Regions from separate parts of the Sus scrofa genome. Here region 1 is linked to region 2. Evidence: chromatin contacts called from public HiChIP or PLAC-seq data. All regions are on one chromosome and are shown on one strand. Each heading gives the region's core, a stretch centred on a gene start, on an enhancer-like site or on the middle of the called end of the contact. The rest is flanking DNA. Distances are from core to core; before and after follow the strand shown.

Evidence for each region. HiChIP or PLAC-seq counts read pairs in DNA pulled down with a chosen protein or histone mark.
Region 1: a contact with region 2 is called in an H3K27ac HiChIP or PLAC-seq map of skeletal muscle. The contact joins two enhancer-like sites. A contact is called at or near these places in 1 of 47 Hi-C or Micro-C datasets (embryonic fibroblasts) and 1 of 2 datasets of contacts at active chromatin or transcription factors (skeletal muscle).

Annotation. Positions count from the first base shown.
Region 1 is chr6:5,802,779-5,810,103 of Sscrofa11.1, forward strand. All of the region lies in intron 1 of CDH13 (cadherin 13, H-cadherin (heart)), which reads right to left. Among named protein-coding and RNA genes, the nearest start is that of CDH13, 26 kb to the right of the region's middle. Within about 2 kb of position 1,398, at least 1 of the 83 cell types and tissues checked has an H3K27ac peak or open chromatin away from gene starts, as enhancers often do. A contact at or near this core is called in skeletal muscle, where this site is marked.
Region 2 is chr6:5,149,960-5,156,732 of Sscrofa11.1, forward strand. All of the region lies in intron 6 of CDH13 (cadherin 13, H-cadherin (heart)), which reads right to left. Among named protein-coding and RNA genes, the nearest start is that of HSBP1, 360 kb to the left of the region's middle. Within about 2 kb of position 3,527, at least 13 of the 83 cell types and tissues checked have an H3K27ac peak or open chromatin away from gene starts, as enhancers often do. A contact at or near this core is called in skeletal muscle, where this site is marked.

The DNA of each region.
Region 1 (7,325 bases), core at 148-2,647, 650 kb after region 2:
CCCACAGTGGCACAATGGGATCAGTGGCATCTCTGCAGCTCCAGGATTCAGGTTGGATCTGTGGCCCAGGGTAGTGGGTCAAAGCATCCAGCATTGCCACAGCCATGGCATGTGTCACAACTGTGGCTCAGAACTGATCCCTGGCTCGGGGAACTTCATATCCCATGGGGCAGCTAAAAAAGAAAAAGAGAATGGACCAAAGGCATTAACAGATACCTCACCAAAGAAGATATACAGGTGGCAAACAATCATATCGAAAATGCCCAACATTATGTCATCAGGAAAATGCAAATTAAAACAACATTGAAATATCACCACTCACCTATTAGAATGGCTGATATCCGAATAACTAACAACACCAAATACTGATGAAGATATGGAGTAACAGGAAATCCCATTCATTGCTGATGGGAATGCAAATGGTACGGCCATTTTAGAAGGCAATTTGGCAGTTTCTTAGAAAACTAAACATACCATATAATCCAGCAATTGCACTCCTTGCTATTTCTCCAAAGGAGCTGAAAACTTATATCCATAAAAAAACCTGCATACAAATGTTATAACAGTTTTATTCATAATTGCCAAACTTGGAAGCAAGCAAGAGGTCCTTTAGCAGGTAAATGGATAAATAAACTGTGGTACATATAGACAATAGAATATTATTATGTGGCAATAAAGAGAAATGAGCTATTAAGACACGAAAAGACATGGAGGAAACTTAAATACATATTACTAAGTGAGAGAAGCCAATCTGAAAATGTGTTCTTCTAATTATATGACATTCTGGAAAAGGCAAACTATGAAGACAATTAAAGGATCAGGGGTTGGGGAAGAAGGACGGATGAAAAGGCAGAGCACAGAGGATTTCTAGGGTAGTGAAATAGTCCAGATGATACGATAACGACAGGTACATGTCGTTATACATTTTTCAAACCCAGAGAATGTACAACACCAAGAAGGAGCCTGAATGTAAACCATGGACTTTGAGAGATAATGATGTGTCCATGCAGGTCAGCAATTATAACAAATGCACCACTCTGCCGTGGGAGTTTGATAGTGGGGGAGGCTGTACATATGTGGGGGAAAGGAATGTATGTGAAATCTGTATACCTTCCACTCAAGTTTGCTGTCAGCCTAAAACAGCTCTTTATAATTAAGTTTATTTAAAAACTGGGGAAAAAAAAAAAAAAACGCAACCAAGTGTGAAGCTGTCTTCCTCTATTCTAGCCTATTTCATCACCATCATACACACACACACATACACACACACACACACACACACACACACACACACACACACACACACACACACACACGTCACCATCCAAATGCAGCCCGGTGACCCCTGCCTCCCTCTGGCCATGCTGAGCCAGCTGCTGTTCTCGCCCCACCTTATGCCTTTGAACCACTGGTGTCTCTGCTTGGAGTCCTCCCCACTCCCAAACCCAGCTTTGTTTGGTCATCTTCAACATGGTGTCCACTCCCAACTCAGAGGTCAGCTTTGGCCTCCCCACCTCTACTGGGCCAGATACTCTTTCTCTGCACTCCCAAATCAAAATCCAAGCGGCCCACTAGCCCAGCACTTGCTATTCTGCACCCTGACTCTCTGCTTAATTCTCTGTCTCTCCCCGGAGACAGACCAGGATCTAAAGGGTGTGTCAGGGCATTTCCAGCCTCATGCAGACTCTGGTACACAGCAGGTGCCCACCAAGTGCTAGCTGGAATTTAAACCACCTGAGTGGTGGGGCTGCTAACCCAAAGGCATCCTATTTCCACTGCTTCCTATATGGGTGGCCGTGCCTGCTTTGGGCCTCAGTTTCCCCAGTGGAAAACGAGGAATAATAATAACAGTAACAATAGCAATGCCTACTTCATGAGTTACTGTGAGGACTTAATGAATTAATATGTGTAAAATTAATATACATGAACAAGAAAACGGACTGTGGAGGAGGTGAACTTCTTCAGACTTCTAAACTGCTTTCGGCTTCCTCTACTGCACATACTAACAGTGTCACTGCTTTGGCCTCTCCCCACATTTCCCATCACTCTCAAAATAACATCCAAAGCCTTCCCATAGCCAAATCTGTCTCCTGACCTCATCTCCCATTCTTGGTTCAGCCACTATGGTCACCTCACTACTTCCAGATCAAAACCAGGCGTATTCCTGCCCCAGGGACTTTGAACTTGTTCTCTTCTCTGCCTGCCAGACTGTCTCCTCTACCACAGGCGGGTCTCAGTCGCAATGTCCCCTCTTCAGAGGCCCCTCCCCCTCAAACCTCCACCCCGTGGAAAAGAGCATCCTCAGTACACTTCACCCTTCACAGCACCTGGTGTTTGCTCGGCACTCAAGATGAACAGTTTCTTCGCTGTTTTCTTCGCCCACTTCAACGAAAGCTCTCTGAAGGCAGAGACTTGGTTGTGTCCATTGCGGCATTCTTGGTGCTTAGAACCACAGCTGCCACAGGGTGACACTCAATAAGGGTGCTGAATGGATGAATGAGCGAATGTGTGTATGAACAGATGAACCTCCAGTGCAGTGGAAAGGGAGGAAAATCGCCTAGGATTTCTTTCTGAATTCCTCCAATTCCTGCAGCACACCGTGTACTCCAGAGCCAACAGAATGAGTACAAGATGGAGAACCACAAGCCCCACGGCTTCTAAGCTCCATGGCCATAGGTTGGGCTACTTCACCTGCATAATGGGTACAATGTTAGCACCCACCTCAGGGCTGTCAGAGTATATGAGGTGGTACAAGGAAAACACTTAGCACAAGGCTGCATGGCAGTCATTACAGATTTCCCACGATTAATATTATCATCTAAGAGCCTATTCTCACCCTTTCTGTGCCTCCTGCTATCCAGCATGCAGGGAACTTGTTCCGAATATGAAACAAAAATTATTTAAATCCTGGTTCCTCTTTTCAACTGTACAGCCTTCATATCTTTACTCATAGCCTGCTCCCCTGGGGATGTCTGCCCCCAAATAAAGGTTGTCAAACATTTTAAATGTTATTAAATTGTCCAGTAAATGGGAATGCCCAAAGCAGAGAGCCAGTCAATCAGGATTATTCGAGAGCTTCAAAAAGACAGAAGGAAACCATTATTAGGTTTAAGAATATTATGTTCCCTCTCCCACACAGCCTTTATCTAAATCTTCATTTAATTGGCAGCCTTCAGCACTGTCAGAATTGCATTCTGAAAACCAGGAGAAGTTTTCAAACATTCACGCGATGTTACATGCTTGGCTCACAACTACTCAAGGGAATGATCCTTCCTGCCAGGGGTCTGGGGAGTGCCATGTCACTGACACTGCAGGGGCTGAGGAACTGACCTTGAATCAAAGAAGAAACTGACACCACCAGATCATCTCAAACCGACCTCCTGAGGCTTAAGGAGGAGAGAACTGGACCTGCTGCCTCGCCACACTCTGTGGGCGGCTCCTTGAGAACAAGAATTGGTCCCTTCCACCTCTGTATCCTCAGAACCTCCCCAACTTCCTGACACATTGTGGGCATAAATAGACGTTTCTGGAACGGCTGATGAGTATCTTTGCAGTTTTATGGAATAAAGGAAATTGCTTCTCAGGCTCAAGTGTTTCTTTCCAAGTGATTCTCCCCAGAGACCGGGCTTCGGCCACACCAAACAACTCGAGGGCCTCCCAAGCCCCAGCTGCCCGCTCCCTCCACTCCATGACTTCCTTCTGACTCTGGGCTTTGCGTGAGCACATCCCAGCCCATTTTCTGACTGTCTACTTCCTGTTGATCCTTCCAGCCCAGGTCAAATATTCCTGGTCTGCTCCAGAAAGCCCTCCTCCATTCTCCCTCTACTCTCCTCCTCTGGGCAGGGCCATTTGTCCCTCTGTGCTCCCAAAGGGCCTGAAGCTGATAACTCTTTATTTCTGTATTTTTTAATTTAAATTCTACAAGGCACTGTAGAAAGTGTGCAAAAACCCTCAGTATAGAGCTCAGCATTTTTCACAAGGTGCAAATGAGGTCAAAAAGTAAAGCACTGTCAGGTTCTCAGAAGGCCCCCTCCTGCCTTCTTTACAACCACGTGGAAAACTGTCTGGCGGTATCTATCAAAGCCAAACCGAACGGTTTTCCAAGTGGATGTATTCCCAGGTCCTTTCATCCTGTCTTGACGACGCTGACGGTTTTATCTGCTTCAACTTCTGAGTCATAAGATTCTGCATTCAGGAACTATCATCACGTTACCTCCTTATTGCTGTTACCATCCCAGAACTGGCACATGATAGGCTCTATAAATGTTGACTGAATGAATGAGTGAATGAATAAGTGAATGAATGAGAAAAAGAAAGAACATACACTCTGGGTTTGGATAATGGTCCTGAATTTCTTCCAATGGATGCTTTGTGCACTGTCCTCATTTGGAACTCACAGTAGTGGCCCGATTCTGGGTTCCCATCAGAACTCGCAAAAGACCAGATGTCCTCCAGAGATTGTTAGAGAAAAAAGGGCTTTAAAGGTCATCTGTTTTAATCAGAAAAACCAGAATTCTAGGTAAAGCAGGCCAGTTAAATTAGTTTGACAGCCAACCTCAGCAGCAAATGCAGCTTCCAGCATCTTCCTAGATTGGTTCATTTTCCAAGATCTGTGATTTTTAAATGAGGAGTAGGATCAAAGGTCAACCTTACCCCCTGGTGCACAATCTAAGTATGTGCTATAATCACATCACAGAGCGAGCTTCAAAAGCCCACAGTGTAGTGACGGCAACCGCCCGTCTATCTTCAAACCAGATGAATGGCTTTCTGATACCACTAATCAGAAAAGATGTATAAAGAGCAGCTGATCCTTATTTAACCAAGCTCTCCTCATCTTGTCACGAATGAAAAGCACATGCACAATCCTGGCCCAGGTGAGACAGAGAACTTGCTGGAAACTGCCAGAAGCCTGTTATTTTCCTGTAACCTTTCAGAGCCTGAAGTGTCATCAGTGACAGTCAGGAATGACAGACAAGCAATGCTTTTCCAAAGCGCAAGCCTCCGTGGAAATGGAGATCCAACTCTACTACATAATTCCTCCTCCCCAGCCCCTGAGCCTTGCGCAGGACAACCATCTCTGCGAAGCGCTGGGACGGCAGCGTATTCTGAGAACTCTGCTTCGATGACTGTCACTGGCAGAGGAAGGCAGCAACAATACGTTGGCTCAGCAAGTTTTTGCTTTCAAAGTGCCAGTTGGTACTTGTAGCCTCTGAGAAGATGAAAGGCTCCAAATTTCTTCTGATTGGACAGAGCTGGTCCTTCCCGAAGTGTCAGTCATGTCTGATCTTCCCTCGAGGCCACATTTCTAGCAGCCTGTTCAAATGTCATACCAATGACCCAGCCTAAGTCCTAAGGTCCGAGGCTGGGAAACCACACGGTGTTGTTTCTGCCACTGCAGGCACTGCCACGGGCAGGTGGGGATAGCAGGGGAACCAGCAGGGCCAAATGTGAAGCTGAAGCCCAGCTCTACTCCCTAGGACTGCCTGCGCGGCTTTGTTCCAGTGGCTTCCCTTCTCCGAGCCTCAGCCTCCTCATCTGTAAAGCAGGAAGGCAATACCCTCCACCCTCCGGATTCAGGATTGAAACAATGCACACTGCACTCTTTTCTCCATGCTTCACAGAAGGAACTCAATAAATATACACACCAGCTCTCTCCCAACAGGTGCAACAATAAAGATTTGGGAGATCCAGATTTGAATCCTGATTCTTACAATTATTCGCTGAAGATGATAGGTCCCTGAGGCTCAGGTTTTTTAACAGCAAAATGTCATGTGCAGCCTCCTGAGGGGCGAGGGGACATCAGTGGAGTTGCTGGGTGCGAGCACGTCTCACAAACGGAGGACTCCTCAGCTACAAAATGAGAGAAAGCATAGTACCTCCAACATTCAGAGACTTGAATCAGACACTCTGTATGTAAATACTTAGCTGAGTGCTCGACACAGAGATGATGTTCCATAAATGTTATTTTTAACTTCAGTAATTATTAGGGTGTCATTTAATTAAACAATAATTATTAGAGCTCAAATGACGGTTGTTCTTAGTCTTACCACCAAAGCAAATTAAAGTTCTGTCCTTGGGGAGACGACGTCAAGCTGACGGTGCCTCCCTGGGGCCCCTCCAGCCAGCAGGGGAATGTGTGTCATGAGCGGGGTGCAACGACTCCCAAAAACCATGCAACAGGTAGAAACCAGCTGGGCTAGATAAGGCTTACTAACACAGAAAGAGAAAGCCCATTCTAGCCTGGCAAAACACACCTCTCAATTGCACCTGTTTTTTTGTTTACTTTTTTAACTTTTTTAAACTCCTTGCTGCTCAGCCCCAGTGGGCCTCCAACCAGCCTGAACTGGTTCTCTTGCAGACTGGAGACTTGGAGGGCGCCTCGACTGCCTGGTGTGCAGATTGATTTTTACACTGTGCAAAATCAATCTTGGGCGTGCATTTCTCTGGTGACTCAGCCTCAGAGAGAACGCTTCCTTGGTAGGTTCTACTATGACAAAGGGCAGAAGTGAGCAGGGCTGAGCACAGATGCACCTTGCCAGCAGCCAGCGCTAAAGAGGCAGGGGGATTTGGAAGAGGAGTGACCAGGGAAAGGCGTTAAGTTGAACCTCTTCATCCCAGCAGCGGAACATTTGAAGGCTCGGTTAATCCCAAACCAAAATAGCCAGGGTAGGGGTTGCACTCAGAAAGGCTAAGTGGCTGGGTTAATAAGGCTTTTAGGATTCCTCATGCCGAGTCTGCAGTGCGCAGACTTCTCCAAGCATCAATTATAAGAGCATAAAACTTTCCAGAATGGAGAGAGGGCGCTGAGTTCACGGAGCTTGCTGGGGTCTGATGGATCTTCATCCGCCCCCTCCGAATCTTCCAAGTGCTTCATTACACTGCTCCCCCTGCTCTTCTCCGGGGCCTCCAAACTCCTTCTAACTTTGCTTTAATGAGCAGCTTCTGTTTATTAATTCTTTGGTCAAAAAGGAAAAAAAAAGTGACACTCAATAGATCTTATTTCTTGCAAACTGCAGAAGGTTGGTTTCCATCTAAAAAAAAAAGCTATACATAGGGTGTTACACAAAACCTATTTTCTTCAGAAGGGCGGGAGAGCGGACCTCGTGCTATCCCAGGCAGCGTGATGTTGAGATTCCAGGTGTACTTTCTCAGGGCACACTCTCTAAGGGACTGAGCCTCAGTTTCTTGGGACTGTATCCCAAGAAATGGCATCTGTTGTGACAGTTAAGGCACTGGTTTGGATTTATAGTGTACCAGATATTGTGTTAAGCATGTTACATGCTTAGTTCATCTTCCTAAAAAGGATGGAGTTACCACTACTCTCA
Region 2 (6,773 bases), core at 2,277-4,776:
GGGAGGGCAAGTGAAGATGGAGGCAGAGATTTAAGCAGCGCAGCCACAAGTTAAGGAACGCTGGAAACACCAAAGGCTGGGAGAGGCAGGAAGGACCCTCCCCTAGAGCCTTTGTGGGGAGCAGGGCCCTGCCAAAACCTTGAGTTTGGACTCTGGGTTCCAGAACTGTTAGGGTATAAATTTCTGTTCATTCAAACTATCAACTTGGTGGTGATTTGTTATGGCAGCCCTAAGAACTTAATAAATACCTAGTGAGTAAGAGAACCAAGTAGTGGGCCCTGCAACCAGTATTTTAGCAAGCCCTCTGGGTGACCGGTGTGTGCTCAAGGTTGAGAACTTCTGGTCAAGGTTGAGCAGCGCTGGGTAACTGAATCAATGGCTCTATTTATGACCAGTAAAGACAGGGACATTTTTTCCTGTAGGTCAGCAGAGGCTTTTCTAGACTTGTTCAAATAGACCAAGTGTGGACACTGAGCATCTTGAGCGAGGCTAGAGTCTCAGCTGGTAAGTCAATTGCTCCAGGTCAGTTCTCTAAGGCGTTCTCTCTTGGGGATTTTATCATTTACAACAGACATTTCTTTTCCTCTGAATAGGGACAGGGCAGTATGCCAGGTGCTGCATCTGTAAGCAGGTATCAGACTTGATTCGTACCCTCAAGAGTTCTGCCAACTCACAGGAGAAAGAGGACAAGTAGATGCAAAGATAAACAATTCCATCTCCAGCTTCACGTGGGCATAATGTCTTCAAAACACTCTCCTAACTTATCAAATAAGCAACTCTTCAGGCTACCAGTGTATCGCTAATGGAGTTCCTCCTCAGCTCTGGGGTGTACTAAATTGACAGTGGTGAGCTCTCCTTTCTAAAATACAAGATGCTGTTTTCCAATGAATAATGCATCCTGCTTCTCTCCCTTGCTTGTGCTCCTTACACATTAGTTTGCATATCAAGAACAACTAGACTTTCTAAAAGTCACATCAGAGCAGAAGAATGTTCACTTGTGGATACACTTTCTAGTGTTTTTTTTTTTTTTTTTTTTTTTTTTTTTTTAAATAAGAGCATTTGAGGATACCCTGAGAGAAATCAAGGTACATCACAGCTGGAGCAGACTGAGCACCTATCGGCTGCTGAGAAATGCCCCTGCCTTTGACTGAAGGGCTGATCTTCTTGACTGGTTTAAATTCAGGTACTTCTAGGATCGTTCATGAACACGGGACTCCTTGACGGTTAAATCCAGCGTGAAGAGGATGGGGCAGGCTCGCACCAGCTCTATCTCTTCTTGATCAAAGTGACACACGTACCACTGTGACCTTCAAAGTCCTTTGAGGGCACACAACCTATGGGGAGAGGTTTGCCACAGGAAGGAGGAGGGGTGCCCATGACCATGGAGGGGGTGCCAGGACATGATACGTGGAGATTATGGAAAAATAGCAGCCTGAGGCTGGCTCCATGCACAGCATCAGGGCCATGGGCTTTGGACACTAGGCAGCTCAGATCTGAACCATGCATTGCCACTCAGTGGCTGGCTGACATTTGGGCAAGTGATTTACTGTCACAGAGCCTCAGTTCTCTCAGCTCTTCTATGGGGCAATAATAGGAGTTACCTTAAAAGGTCGTTATGAGGATTACACAGCTAAACAGAGAACATTCTAGCAACAAAGCGTGGCAATATGTGTTATTTCTTCTGTTTCTGTCCTCCTCCTCTGCTATCCTGTTCTTATCAGCCTCATCCTCATCATTCAGAGTGTCACCTCACACCCTTGCAGTCCCAGGGTTGAAATCTGATCTTCCCTTCTCATTGGCTGTGTGACCTTAGAAAAGCCATGAACCTGGGGACCCTCACCTGTGCGTGGCTGTCACGCCTCTTCCCCAGCTGGTTGGTGAGGACTAGAGTTCACTCAAAGCCCCTAACACGGGGCTTAACTCTTCATAGGCGTTAAATAAAAAGTGCTGCTATGACCCAAAATAAAATGTTCATGACCCGAAACAGAGAAGGGGCTGAAAAGGCGGAGACCAGCACGTGGCAGAGGAAGGAAGCGCCTGGGCTCCCTTCCACAGCCCGTGGAGATGCCTGGAGGGCATCAGCTGACATGTGACGGATGAAGACCATCAGCTCACTTGGCATAACTGGTCACTGGCACAGCAGTGGGCAGAGGTTTTACTCGCATCCAGTCCAGGGAGTCAATGTTCCCACTTTACAGAGAAGGAACCTGATGTTTCAAAAGGGCGACATACATGCATCTGAATTAATTAGTTAATTATTAATATATCGCTTAACCGTCAGATTTCCATGCGGAAACTATTTATAATTCGCGGTCCAAGTGACCTCAGCTTTTAATGACCACATGATACCTACCTTATTGTACCAACACCGGCAGCCTGCCAGAGCTGTGGACATATGTTTATATTCTGTCATCTTTCAACAGGGACTGGGTGGAAGAAATCTTTGCAAGGACCCTCTGCTTCACCCTTCAGTGGGAGAGCTGGGTGGAGGGTTTTCCAGAATAAACCATCACACCCCCGCCTCACACCCTGAGTCTCCAGGAGGTGACGCTTTGGCCAGCTGTTGCTGCTGGCAGGAGACGCCACTTTGAAAGGAGCTGAGTTCTAGTTATCCCACCTTCCAGGTACCACTGGAAAAGGGCAGGCGGCCACGAGCAAGAAAACAATGCCTTGGAGAACTCTTGTCTCCGGCCTGTTGCTGGGGGTCATAAGCATGAGATGTTCCTGGGCTTTTCTCTTTTTCTCCAGGCACACATATAAGTCATCAGCCAATCCGTCGGCTCTGGCTTCCAGATCGACGCAGAACCTGCGCTTCACCTGCCACCGCCTGGCTTCTGCGCTTGGCTAGATTCGCCCGTGCGACTGAAACTGCCTCCCCACGCATCACCTTGCTAACATTTTCTTCCGCTTCAATCCCTTTTCCAGACACCAGCCAGGGAGGCTCAACAAAATTAAAGTGAGGCCATGCGTGCCACGCGTTGGCTCAAATTCCTTGCTGGCGTGCCTTTCCTCGTGAGTAAACGCTGCTTCTTCCCAACTCAGCTCCTGCTTCTCTCTCTCTCTTCTCACTGAGCTCCACCCACGCTGCTGCCTTGCAGCCCCTCCAACATGCCAGACAGGCCCCTGCCTCAGGACCTGGGCACAAACTATTTCCTCCAGTTATGGATGTGACTCACTTCTGGGAGGCTGTGCTCCAATACTGTTTTTTCAGATAAGCCTTCCTTCATCTCTCTGCTGAAAATGTCCCATTGTGTGCTGACCCCAGTCTGGCCCATCCTTTTTCATGCTGATTTTTTTCCTCTCCATCCTGCATTCCTAGTCACCTTGTTTATCGTTTCCCTCCACTAGAGGGAGACATAGAGTCCGTGAGGCCAGAAGTCTGGCATTAACAAGTATTTGTTGAATGAATGAATGAGTGAAAGCACAGGTTTAGCCTGGTCCCTGTGACATCAAGGGAGAGACCAATGTTGTCACATACAAGCCTGCGCCCCCTCAGGGCCAGGGAGCAGCAGCGCAGCAGCCATCCTGGTTCCTAGCCGATTCCGTGTTCCAGTAAACATGAACTTTGCCTCTGAGTCACTGGGCTCTGGCAGCAGAATGTAACAGAAATTCCGGGCGGGATTCTCATGCCACCTCCAGAAAAAGAATCGCTGCGCTCAGCCTGCGCCCGTCATTCATCATCATAAACAAGCATGTATGCTGGGAAAAGTTCCCCAGCAGTAACTGCACGTTCCCACAGCCCCTCCCAAAGGCAAGAATAATATTCCCACGAGAACGCGTGCTTTTCCAGACTGCAGAGCCCAGTGGGGAGCCGAAAGCTCCCACCCACACAGGAGGCACTTGCATGGGCACCGCCTGGCCTCAGCTTAGCGGCAGCTCTGGGTGACAGGGTCTCAGGGTATCCCACCAGGCATATCCCTGGGACACGTTATCGGGGCATCTGGGACAGTTGGATATTGCCTTATCAACTATCTGGTAGGGACCCCGCTCTGGCTCCTGAAAGGGCTGTTGCCCAGGCCTGCGCGCCAACAGCCGAGGACCCGCCATCCCAGCCGCACAGGCTCCCTTCCCCCCTTCTTTCAGCCCGTGCGTTCTCCTCTCCCTCCGCCCCTGACCCAGACTCCCTCCATCCTTCAGGGCCAGCTCCGGCCTCCCTCCTTCCCCAAGCTTGCCCCCGTCTACCCTGAGCTCTTCCTTTTCCTATTTCCTACATAATTTAAAGATGGCACCAAATAATTCAGCGTGTAATTGCAGAAGCTCTTACATTGTTATTCTTTTTGTGTGCTGCGTCTGTCTTTGAACCAGGCTGTACTCTTGGCATCTTTTGTTGTTTTATATTGCAACTTAGGGCTCGGTCTGGGGAAGCTGTGGTCCTGGGTGAGGGCCTGAAGCCATTCAGTAAGAAATGCCAAAGCAATTCCGGAACACCCGTCTAAGGAAGAGCGAACATTCCCGTGACGTTCCCGCTGCGAATTCCCTTCAAGGAACAGCTTCAGAGCCCTGGCTTCAGAACTCCATCAGGGGGGCTGTCACGATGATAGCTGAGGTTCTAGAATCTAATTCAGTTCTCTAAAATCCATGAAATAGCACTCAGAATCTTAGCTCGTTGCTTTTAAGTACGTATGCGCTCATGGCAATTTTAAGGACGCTCATAAATTATATATCATGTAAGTTATAAACAAAAATTAACATTCATTTAATACTTATAACTCACTAAGGACAGTGCTAAATACCCTTTGAGATGGGAGCTACTGATTACCTTCCTGCATGCACCCATTTTGTAGATGAGGAAAGAGACTTGCATAGGGCCAAGGGGTGATTAGGCAGTGGGGTCATGATTTAGGCTGCGGAAAACATTCAAGGAAGACAACAGAAGCAAGAAGCTTGGGTTCATGTTTTGGAAGGAGGGGTTGTGGTTCCCACAATAACTGGGAGTGCTACTAGCATTTACTCAGAGGTGGCAGTTGACACCACATGGTCCATGTACATGGGGTCTTACACCACATAGGATTGTCCCCTATAAATTCTGAGTTACCCTGATGGCCAGGCTTTGGTGGGAAAAACAGCTCCCATCTATTTATAATTATCTGGGTCTAGAATTTAACCCAGTCTTACATTTCAACCCCGAATATCTTGGCAGAGTTGCATATATTCTGCATTTCACCAGGACACAGCTACCGTGTCAAGAGAGGGAGGGTTTTTCTTTTTTTTTTTTTTTTAATTTGGATCAGAACCTACCAGTTCTGGAAAATCACTTGACTGATGGTATGGCTGAGTAACAGACCTGTGTCCCTGTGTACTTGTAGCCGATGCATTTGCTGTGACCTCGTGCAAGGATTCTCACCTTGGACAACCTCCTTCTGTCTCCCAGGTGGTTGTGCTTGAGCATTTGCCTATTTTCTTTTATTAACCTTGACACTCTTGTATAAATTATTTTTCCTGTATATTATACTTGGGGCTTATTATGTTTTAAAAAGATGTGTGGAGGCCAGTTAAGAGTTTATGAAAGTCACAGAGGGGTACTAAAGAATGTCTCAGAAGGTGTTTATTAGCCCAGAGTCCCCGGGGTTGGAGGCAGCAGAGGGCACTGCTGCCCCCAGTAGGTGGGCACCCACATATCCAGCCGTACCAACAGAGGCCAGTGCGTGGGTTGAATTAGAAAGGAAATCATCTGAGAGCTGAGAAGAGCAATCTGAGAGCAGGAGCTGGCCTGCTAAGAGCCAGGTCACTGCTCAGCCCAGGGTCGGCTCCAGTGGATTTTCCTGGCGCTTGCTCAGGAGCAGGTGGTGAGAGCAGCCCCGCACCCTGCTTTGAGGCCCCCTCTCCTGCTTCAGCTCCTCCTGCAAGGAGCCATCTCTGCCACAAGTCAGGTCACACATGGGGAACAGGAGCATCACCTCTGCTCTCAGAACGCCCGGACAGCGCAAGGGCCCCAGAGCAACAGTGGCAGACAGGGAAGGGAGGCATGACCCAGGCTGCCACCACGGCGTCTCGAGGGCTTGCTTCTTCCCAGGCTTTGTTCCCTTAAGAAAAGCCCAATGGATACAGATCTGCTGACACTTCGATCTTGGACTCCTAGCCTCTAGAACTATGGGATATAAATATCCGTTGCTTAAGGCACCCAATCTATGCTGTTTTCTTACAGTGGTCTGAGCAAACAGAGGTGCCATGCAATTCTGAGACAAGGAAGCAAATGGAAAGGCAGGTACACAAAGAATGAAGATCCCCCTGGATCATGGGGCTGTGTTGATCCCAGCTGCACAGCTGGCTGCTGTCATTGACCACACTTTAGGTACCAACCTGGAGAGCAGAGAGTAAGCCTGGCATTTTGGACAATTCATCTAGACCCTGCAGGAGTGAGCCAGTGGTGTGAGCTCCTTGAGACGGAAGCTGTGGAAGCCACACTGAGATGGATCAAATTCTCCATCAACCAGGAGCTCCCATGTAGCTCAGAGGGCTAAGGACCCGGCATTGTCACTGCAATGGGTTGGGTCCCTGCTGTGGCACAGGTTCAATCCCTGGCCTAGGAACTTCCGCATGCCACAGATGTGGCCCCCCCCGCCCCCAAAAAAGAAGGAACTCCAAAGAAGAGGCCGATCTGTATACATGGACATATAAATGATCCATATACGTGCGCATAAAAATTTGCCTAAAAACTATCTACAAAAACATACATTGAACTGTTGACGGCAATAATCTTGGGGTGGCATGATTATGGTGATTTATGTTCTTAGTTTTGCTTCTCTGACTTTTCCAAATTTCTACAATGCAAT